2 separate regions of the Drosophila melanogaster genome follow, and region 1 is linked to region 2. Evidence: chromatin contacts called from public targeted proximity ligation data. All regions are on one chromosome and are shown on one strand. The core of a region is the stretch at or near the end of the contact, and the rest is flanking DNA. Distances in the headings are between cores, read along the strand shown.

Region 1 (4,241 bases), core at 325-2,824, 230 kb before region 2:
TAAACACTTAAGCGCGCATTTCCCGAGCGGTGGGCAAATGGGATGCGAGATGTGGGAGCTGGGAGTTGGGGCAGCCCTTTGTTTACGCAACAAAATCATGTAACTAAGATAGAGAGCATATAAATTGCGTTAGACATACACAACAAAACAATTGCATTAACGTTTCGATTTAACAATGTAAGTAATGGCCCTGCGGAGGAAAGTTACACAACGCTAGCTAATAAACTATAGCTATAATATGAAATTTGTTTATAAGTAATACCAAACCGTAAAATAAAAAAGGAAAATGCAAAAAAAAAACTTAAATTCTAAATGCGCCAAGAGATAATGAATGGGTAAAAATATGAATATACATTAATATAAACTATATCTTATGAGAACACGTAAACATGTAAACCCCACAGCGATCGGCTGGCTAAGAACTAACAAATCAAAGAAATGCAAAACACAAATCGGATCACTGAACGCAGAAGCCACTAAAACTTAAATAAAAGTACATTACGTGATATTTCTTACAAATTGTTTTGTTTTCTAATCGGTTTGTTTCAGTCATTTTACTTTTATTTTTCGAACACAACTCCATTCGAAGCGCACGCCTTGCAAACGACCAACCTTGTAAACACGACCATATAGCGCATTCAGATTAGGGGATCCGCGACCGTGGAGAAGCCCCAATCCTCCTCCCCAAACCGAGAATTGAGAACCTAGTGATGAGTGTACATAAGAATAATATCCGAACCCCAAAAGTATAAAATTAAAATATATACATATGTGTGATTTTCCTCCTAGCATACAGAGTACTAAACCTAAACCATTAGCATTTTATTGATAGAAAAGAAACGAAATCGAAGCCCGACAAACTGATTCATAGCGATTATGAGCCACTAGAAATGGAGAACTAAATGATCTTGTATGAGCGAGCAGTCCATTCAGCATAAGCGAAATAGAGAAACTAACAAATTGAGAACATAGTAATTTCGAAGGTTTTGTATAATTAACTGTATATGTATATTGAGAATAGAATTTTGAACTAATAACTAATTATACTAATTGGATCGAGTTCGAGTGTATCATGGGCGATATGAGAGAAAATCATTAAAAATAAACCACCAGTGATATGGAATACAAAATAACCACAAACGAAATCGAAATCGAAATCGAAGCGGTTCATGAAACATTTCAAAAGTACGTTGGATCGGAATTCGACGGATGTATCGATAAGTGCACGATAAGGCCACATTTATGTAATTAGCAAGTATTTCGAATTAAACCGAACATGGAATATGTATGTGTGAACAGAATAAAAGCAGCTACTAAATAAGCCACACCACCATTCACAATAACAATTACGAACGAGGCATTAAAAAGCTTAAACAATAATAACACGACTCATCAGATTTGCTTATTGTGTTGTCAAACAGAAGTTGGGGGAAATTGTGGAGCTAAATTCCACCGTAAATGAAGGTTTCTTAAGTGAAGGATTTGAATATTCGATAATCTGGCAACGCCAATATACAAAAACAACCAGCCCTGGTCGAACAATCTGGCTACTCTACCGGTCAGCTGTTTTGCGTCTTTTTCGTGCTTGCGCTTTAAGGTCACTCTGAGCACGTCTTATTTTTGTTGGGTTGGCCCTGTAGTTTTTCACCGAAAAGGGTAAGGCCGAAATAAACAGATCGAAGCGATGCATGAGCTTGCGAAGACTTGACACCGATTAACCAATTGCCGATATTCCAGGTTTTGCTCCACGAACAGCAGCTAGAGGAACTTCAAAGATGGGAGCCCGACAGTCTCAATCCCGCGAGCCCCGAACCGTTTCAATGGAAAACCCAACTCCTGCCGGCGTTATTGATATATCCGACGATGTGGTCAAGCGACTGAAGGCGGGAATATCCCAGCAGGGTAAGCAATCCAATGGCATTGTGGAGTTATATCCGGAAATGACCATTTCACTCTGCTCGGTGTTATGCAACAATTGTCAAAACGGGCAAATGTTTACGCCAAACACAGTGGAAACTCGTTAACGAGAACAGCAGCAAGTTGTAGAGAGTGGCTCTTCTATCTTGTTCACAAAAAAAAAACGCACTTGAAAGGGTGTAGTTTTGGTTTCATTGGCTAGTTTCCATTCCTATTTGTATGTTTTTTTCATTAAACTATTGATTTATATCTTGTCCAATTCAGCTCGTGAGCACGCAGCCGCTGCGGAGGAATCGAAACCAGTGCCCAAGCCAACGACGAAGGCTGCCGCCAAGCCAGCCGCATCCTCGCCAGCTGCTTCTCCTGCTCCGAAAGTATCCTCCTATCCCGCTGCAGTGCCCATTTACGTCCAGGGAGGAGGACACACCATTAGCGCGGCCGATGTGCAGCGCCAGATGAACCAGGAGCTAATCAAGAATGACGAGCTGTGGAAGGAGCGCATGGCGAAGCTGGAGGAGAACCTCAAGAAGACCAACACCATCCTGGAGAAGGAGTACGCCAATGCTGTAGAAAATGTGCACAAGCGATTCGTCAGCACCGCGTCGTCGCACAAAGTGCCTCCCTGCCAGGACCTGAAATCCCAGCTGCTTGCCTGCTACCGCGCGCATCCCGGGGAGACCTTGAAGTGCATTGAGGAGGTGGCCCAATTCCGACAGTGCATCGATCTTCATCGCGTCCAGAAGCTGGATGCGGAACCAGAGTCGTCGAAAGTGACCTCCAAGGCCACCGTTCCTGCCAAGGCGGCCTAGGATCCTGGCAAATCCTTTTGTCCTAATTTGTTGACTTTTCTTTGAGGCCCCTTATGGGTTTTGTATAAACGATTGAGCGATCGATGGGGATGTACTCAAAACTTAAGCAAAAGTGTCATTGCGAGCGATAGTAAACTAACTTAAATGAATCAATCCATCGACGTTTTTATGGCCGGGATATTCTATTCAAGTTTACCATGACAAAAATAAAAAACATTGCATATTTTTCAGTGTATCTATTTGTTAAGTTGCAACGATCACTCCTCCATCTCGCTCACTCTCTCATTCAACGAAGCCATCCGTACGTCTATAAACTTTAATAACAATTAATATATTTAAAACAACATTAATTACAGCCCGCGACCGCGCAAAATAGCCGCAGTGGCAGCAGTCAAAATGGGGATCAAGGAGGCTCCCACAACAGTGGCGCCATTTCTCTTTGGATTGGGTTTGTCCAGCGGCCTATCCTTTTGCCCATCCTTGTGATCCTCACAGGAGTCATCGAAGTCCTTGGCAGGACCCAAACAGCCCGCGTAGCTCATCACATAGGCCAAGTAGTTCTGCTCGAAGACCCCGCGAATCAAACTGGAACCAGGTCCATATGCAAAGACAGCCACATCCTCGCCGCCGTGCGTTTCGTCCTTTCTGGGAACCGTCGCCAAGTGGCGATAAGTGGGAGCAGCCCGCTCCTCAGCGGTAAAATGCTTCAGGGGCATCCACATGTTGGAGCTGTTCTGAGGTCTGGAGTCATTCGCCAAGTGATCCCAATAGCCAGGACCTGAAAACATTCAAAGTTTGTTTTACCAGAAAATTCTGATAATGCTAAGGTCTAGCTTACCATTGGCATACGAGATGGTCTCGTAGAACATGGGATCGTTTTTCTCGTGTGAATTAGCTGTCCCCAGGATATCAGCTCCACGGAGCGCGTAACCATTAAAGGTGACCGCGTGGGAATGGTCTGCCGTCACCAGGATCAACGTTTCGTCGGGATCCGTATTGTTCACGGCCGCTTGGATTGCCAAATCGAATTCGTAGAGCTCGTGCAGAGCAGCACGGGCGTAGTTCATGTGGTGACCCTGGTCAATGCGACCTCCTTCCACCAGGAGCACAAAGCCGTTGGACTCATCGCCCCTTTCCAAGATTCCTAAGGCCGTCTCCGTCATCTCTTGCAGGGAAGGCTCTCCCGCCTCCCTGGCTATGGAGTACGTAATGTGATTGTTTCGGAACAGGCCCATCAAATGGTCCACCTTCTTGACATTCACATTAAGCAGATCCTTACGGTTATGTACCAATGCTGGAGGAACTGTGTCGTTGGCGTGATGGGCCAGCCACTCGGCAGGAAGGTTTCTGTTATCACCGCGGGTGCAAATTGTTTCCGTGGGTCCTTCGAAAATAGTAGTCTTCACCTCGGAGGCATTCAGAATGCCCATGGGCGACATTCCTCCGCCCAGGATCACATTGAACCGATTTCCCGGAGCATTCTCCACCAACTGACGGGCAATATCGACATGAAAG
Region 2 (4,132 bases), core at 140-2,639:
TGCCCACCGCCTTTCCGCCAGATTTCCACGGCATGAAGACAAATCCACTTTGTGGCCAAATCGAAAACAAAAACAATAACAATAACAAAGCCGCTCGTTGAGCAAGGCAGTAGACCAAGCACAAAAAACTCTACCAAAATGCAGAAAAAACTGTAACAAAAATTAAAACTCAGCAGCAAAAAATTTGAGTAACAAACCGAGTGCAAAACAAACGAAAACCAACAAAAAAAAAATTCGCAAAAAGCGGGAGGAAAATCCTAAAAACATAAAAAACGCGTTTGCGCATAAAAACTCTTTGGATTTGGCCAATTTTAGCCATTTGGCAGTATAGCGATCTATATGTACACTTTGCGATTTTGTTCCTGCACAGACAAAATTTTCGTAGCACTAATAAAAAGATACGTTATTTCAGATATCAGCTTACTTTTGAATTATTCTCTCAAATAACTAATAATAATAATGCGAAAATTATATTCAGAAAATTGAAGAATAAAATCAACACCAGTTTTCATTTGCTTTTAGAAATTATAAAACATTTAAATGTGCTTTAATAAATATTTTAAATAGTTACAGTGTAAATATTATTTTCTCGATGCTCCAAAAGTCACGTATTTGGTGGCGTTAAAATTTAAATACACATCTTTGCAAATCCGTAATGTTCGTCACTTTTTTTTTACTGTGTGGCATATTATTAACCGTTACTTTTTACCAAACCCGCCGAGCTTACCAATAATGCACCCACCACATTTATAGCTGTTAGTGGCTTTAATCCCTCGTTGTCGTTGTTGTTGGATTTGATTGTTAAGCTTTCTATATTTACGGGTGGTTGTTGCTGTTTTAGGCTTCAGTTTTTGTGTTCGACTGTTCAATGCAATTGTTGCTAAGCCGTTTTCTCAAATTGGAGCAATATTGGCGCGAGCTTTGAACGGATTTCGCAGACTGCGATTTGTTTATGGCTCTTTCAAAAGTATTTGTATTTGCTCGTTTCGCGGACTTACTATACTTTGTTTTGATTTGGGTTTAATTACATTGAATGGATTAAGGCACACACTTGAAAGACACACACTGGCACACGCACACAGACACACACTCTGAAAACTCTGTATTTAACTGACTTGATCGAAAGAGGTCTTTGAAATGTATCCTTGGTTTTTGGAACGGTCCTTAAATAGGTTTTCAGCTGTGTTTGCTCGCGTTTCTGTTTTGACTTGAGGCTTGAGAAATAGGGGGGAAGGGTGGGGCCACTGCAGAGTGCACTGCCTAACTGAAAAAGATACTTTCACGACCAGAAACACGTAGTGATTTTATTCAGGAAAAACTCGGAAAGTCTCTCGAGCGCCGCGCATGCGTCCGTTTGGCTACAGCGTCCACAATTAACTGAATTCCCACAGCGATCAGAAACTGATAAGTCGCCCAAGAAGCCAGGCTGAAAAGCTCCGAGAGCGGTCGCGTACGACTTGGCTCAAACACCAGGTTTAAGCCACATTCACAACAGAACACAGCCAAGTGCCAAGGCAAAAACCGAAAACACGAAAGGCGAAGCAAAAAGCGCAAGTACAAACATAAATCCGCCAGCAAACAAATCGCTCCCCAAAGTCAGACTCTCTCGATCAGTTTGTGCTCGCCAAGATTCGCACATTTGATGATGGCTTGAAGTCATGTCGCGTGGACACTTGACCAAAGCTGATTTCTAAGTCCAGAATTTTATACAGTTTAATTATATCTAGATTCTATCTATATTCTTAAGAATAAAATATGGAAATATGGAAAAAAAATAATATTCACGCATATTTTTATTTTCCTGATTTAATTAATTACTTATTAACAATTTAAATTACTTCAACATGATCGAAGCTTATTATTTTACATAAAAAGTAAAATGTAAAATGTGTCTATGATATATTAGCAAAGACATGAACCAAGGCAAAATTGATTTGGTCCCCAATATTTATTTTAACCATAACAAAAGTAATAGATGTTAAGCTATTTTGAATAAAAAAATTTTGTATAGCAGGCCAAGGTGCAAGGTCTAAGCGTGAACTTTAAAGCGTGATATTGTCAGCATGTAGAAACGTTTAGATGGAAATTGATAACAAAAATAAATAGAATACAAGTCCCCCCCATCAGCCACTGATAGTTGAACTAGATTTGGCATTTGTTTTACTAAATATGAAATGTTTATTTAATATCCCATATTAATTTACAATAATATTTACATGTTAAGCCATACAAAATGCGATATTTCCAAGTAAACCACAACATATTTGCTAACAATCGGGAATTGCGGGTGGCTAGCTACGCAGATTGATTTGATTAGACTACAAAGCTGGTTATGCGGAGGCTTATCACAAAAGAAAAAGGAATATTCTGTACAGGCGGGTCTGGGTTATAAATATCTAATATATCTGGATCGTTCGATCTAACGGCTGATCTGATCCGCTGATCAATTAAAACATCCAATTGTCGAATTTCCCGCGACGAGTTTGCTTGCTGTTATGAAAAAGAAATTTTATCAAAAAGGTTAGTTTATTATCCGGGCTTAGATATGTGGATTCTCTACATCGCTAACTATCTATATCAGTCATTTAGAAAAAAATAAAAGCAGAATCACATCGAAATAAGAAAATGAAAAACATTCAGAAAACATTGAAGTATTTATTTGCATTATTTATTGGTATTGCTTAAGTTTTAGGCATCATCATCGACTCCATCGAACTTTGTATGTTTCTCTCTCGTTAGGTATATAGTTTATAGTACAGTTTACTCATAACTTTAATACATCTTTAAAAAATAATCATAAATCGAATAAACAAAACAAATCGCAATCGAAAGCAGCTAAAAGAAATCACACCCTTTTGCTCTTCGGAATGTACGAGTGTATAAAAAATACTTATCGAAATTATCAGATATACAGGGGAATACAAAGTATTGTAGCGAAAAACGAAACGGTTTTGGCATGCAAAAACGATTGATCGCTAGTGGTTTTGGATAGATCATTCTGGTATATAAGTACAGAACACAGAGTACAGATATTTGGGATTGTCTTGGGTTCGGTCTCTACTCTACTACGTTCTACGCTTTTAGGCCTGGGTATATTGTAGAGTTCAGCAGACGCTAAAAATCAAGTATTCAAAAGCTAGCTAAAAGGCGATTCAACTAGGCTCAAACTTGCGTCACGCACTGCGCGTATTTGTCCAGTTCGCTCCTCAAAATCTTGACGCGTTCAGCTTCCGATTTCAGGGCATTTACCAGCTCCTCAATGGTTCGCTGTTGGTTTAGCACCAGCCCCTCCAGCTTATCCACCCGTTGCTCCAATTGGGCCACCCTTGAGGAACTGGCATCCTGGTGGTTGTTCAGCTGGCTGGTGGGCTTCTCCTCCTGGGACTGCGAGCTGCTGGCATTGGAGCTCTTTACCAGAGGCGAAACACTTCGTTGATTTCGTATAGCTAGACTGTTTGGCCTTGTGGCTCTCGTCTCCTCGTCGCTGCTGGCGGTTTGGACTTTGGCAGCCGACAAGCTGCGCGACATGATGGCATCGTTGGTGGTGGTGTGGGAGCTACTGGTGATCACCGAGCTGCTGGTCGTTGAGTTCTCCACAAACATGGAGGAGGTCACCGCTGAAGATTGGACTTTCGTTGTGATACTGCTGCTATTGCTGCTGACAGCTTGCTCGGCCGCAAAGAGTTTGGATGTCCTTTCGGCCACCGAAGCTCCTCGTGGCTCCACACTGGGTGAGGTCTTTTTCCTGGTGACCTGCGAGGCCTTCAGCTCCTCCATCCAAGGCGCCTTCTTCTTCTCCCACTCACGTGGCTTGGGTTTGGCCAACTGTGGTTCCTCGCCGGTGGAATTGTCATCAGAAGTCTTCCCTCCAGCACCGCCATCTTCACTCAACTCACTGGCACTTCCTGCTCCACCAGATCCGGACATTCCACTGCCATTTACATATACGGAATTGTTATTACTTTCGCCCAGCACATTGATAGCCGCCGATGGTGGACGTCTCTTTGGCGCCTTGACCCTTCCTTGCCGCATATCCGTGAGTATGGAAGCCCTCTCCACGCGATCGAAATCTGTATCCTCCACTGCAATCGTGGCAGCTCTCCGGATCACCACATTGCCAGCTGCTCCAGAT

Evidence for each region.
Region 1: a targeted proximity ligation map of the Kc167 cell line shows a contact between it and region 2, with 4 times the contacts expected there. A contact is called at or near these places in 9 of 107 Hi-C or Micro-C datasets (the D17-c3 cell line, the Kc167 cell line, the OSC cell line and 3 more) and 2 of 7 datasets of targeted methods (both in the Kc167 cell line).

Annotation. Positions count from the first base shown.
Region 1 is chr3R:31,051,248-31,055,488 of dm6, reverse strand. Chchd3 (Coiled-coil-helix-coiled-coil-helix domain containing 3) reads left to right here and starts at 1,574. Exons shown (of 3, transcript NM_143581.3): 1 at 1,574-1,656; 2 at 1,738-1,902; 3 at 2,182-2,873. The coding sequence starts at 1,776. The coding sequence ends at 2,726. It overlaps dco (discs overgrown), which reads left to right. Exons shown (of 4, transcript NM_001276203.1): 4 at 1-1,404. It overlaps Alp4 (Alkaline phosphatase 4), which reads right to left. Exons shown (of 4, transcript NM_079862.3): 3 at 3,565-4,241; 4 at 2,949-3,504. The coding sequence ends at 3,077.
Region 2 is chr3R:30,825,076-30,829,207 of dm6, reverse strand. It overlaps CG15544, which reads right to left and starts at 1,389. Exons shown (of 4, transcript NM_143571.4): 1 at 743-1,389. It overlaps cindr (CIN85 and CD2AP related), which reads right to left. Exons shown (of 7, transcript NM_001276200.1): 7 at 2,203-4,132. The coding sequence ends at 3,163.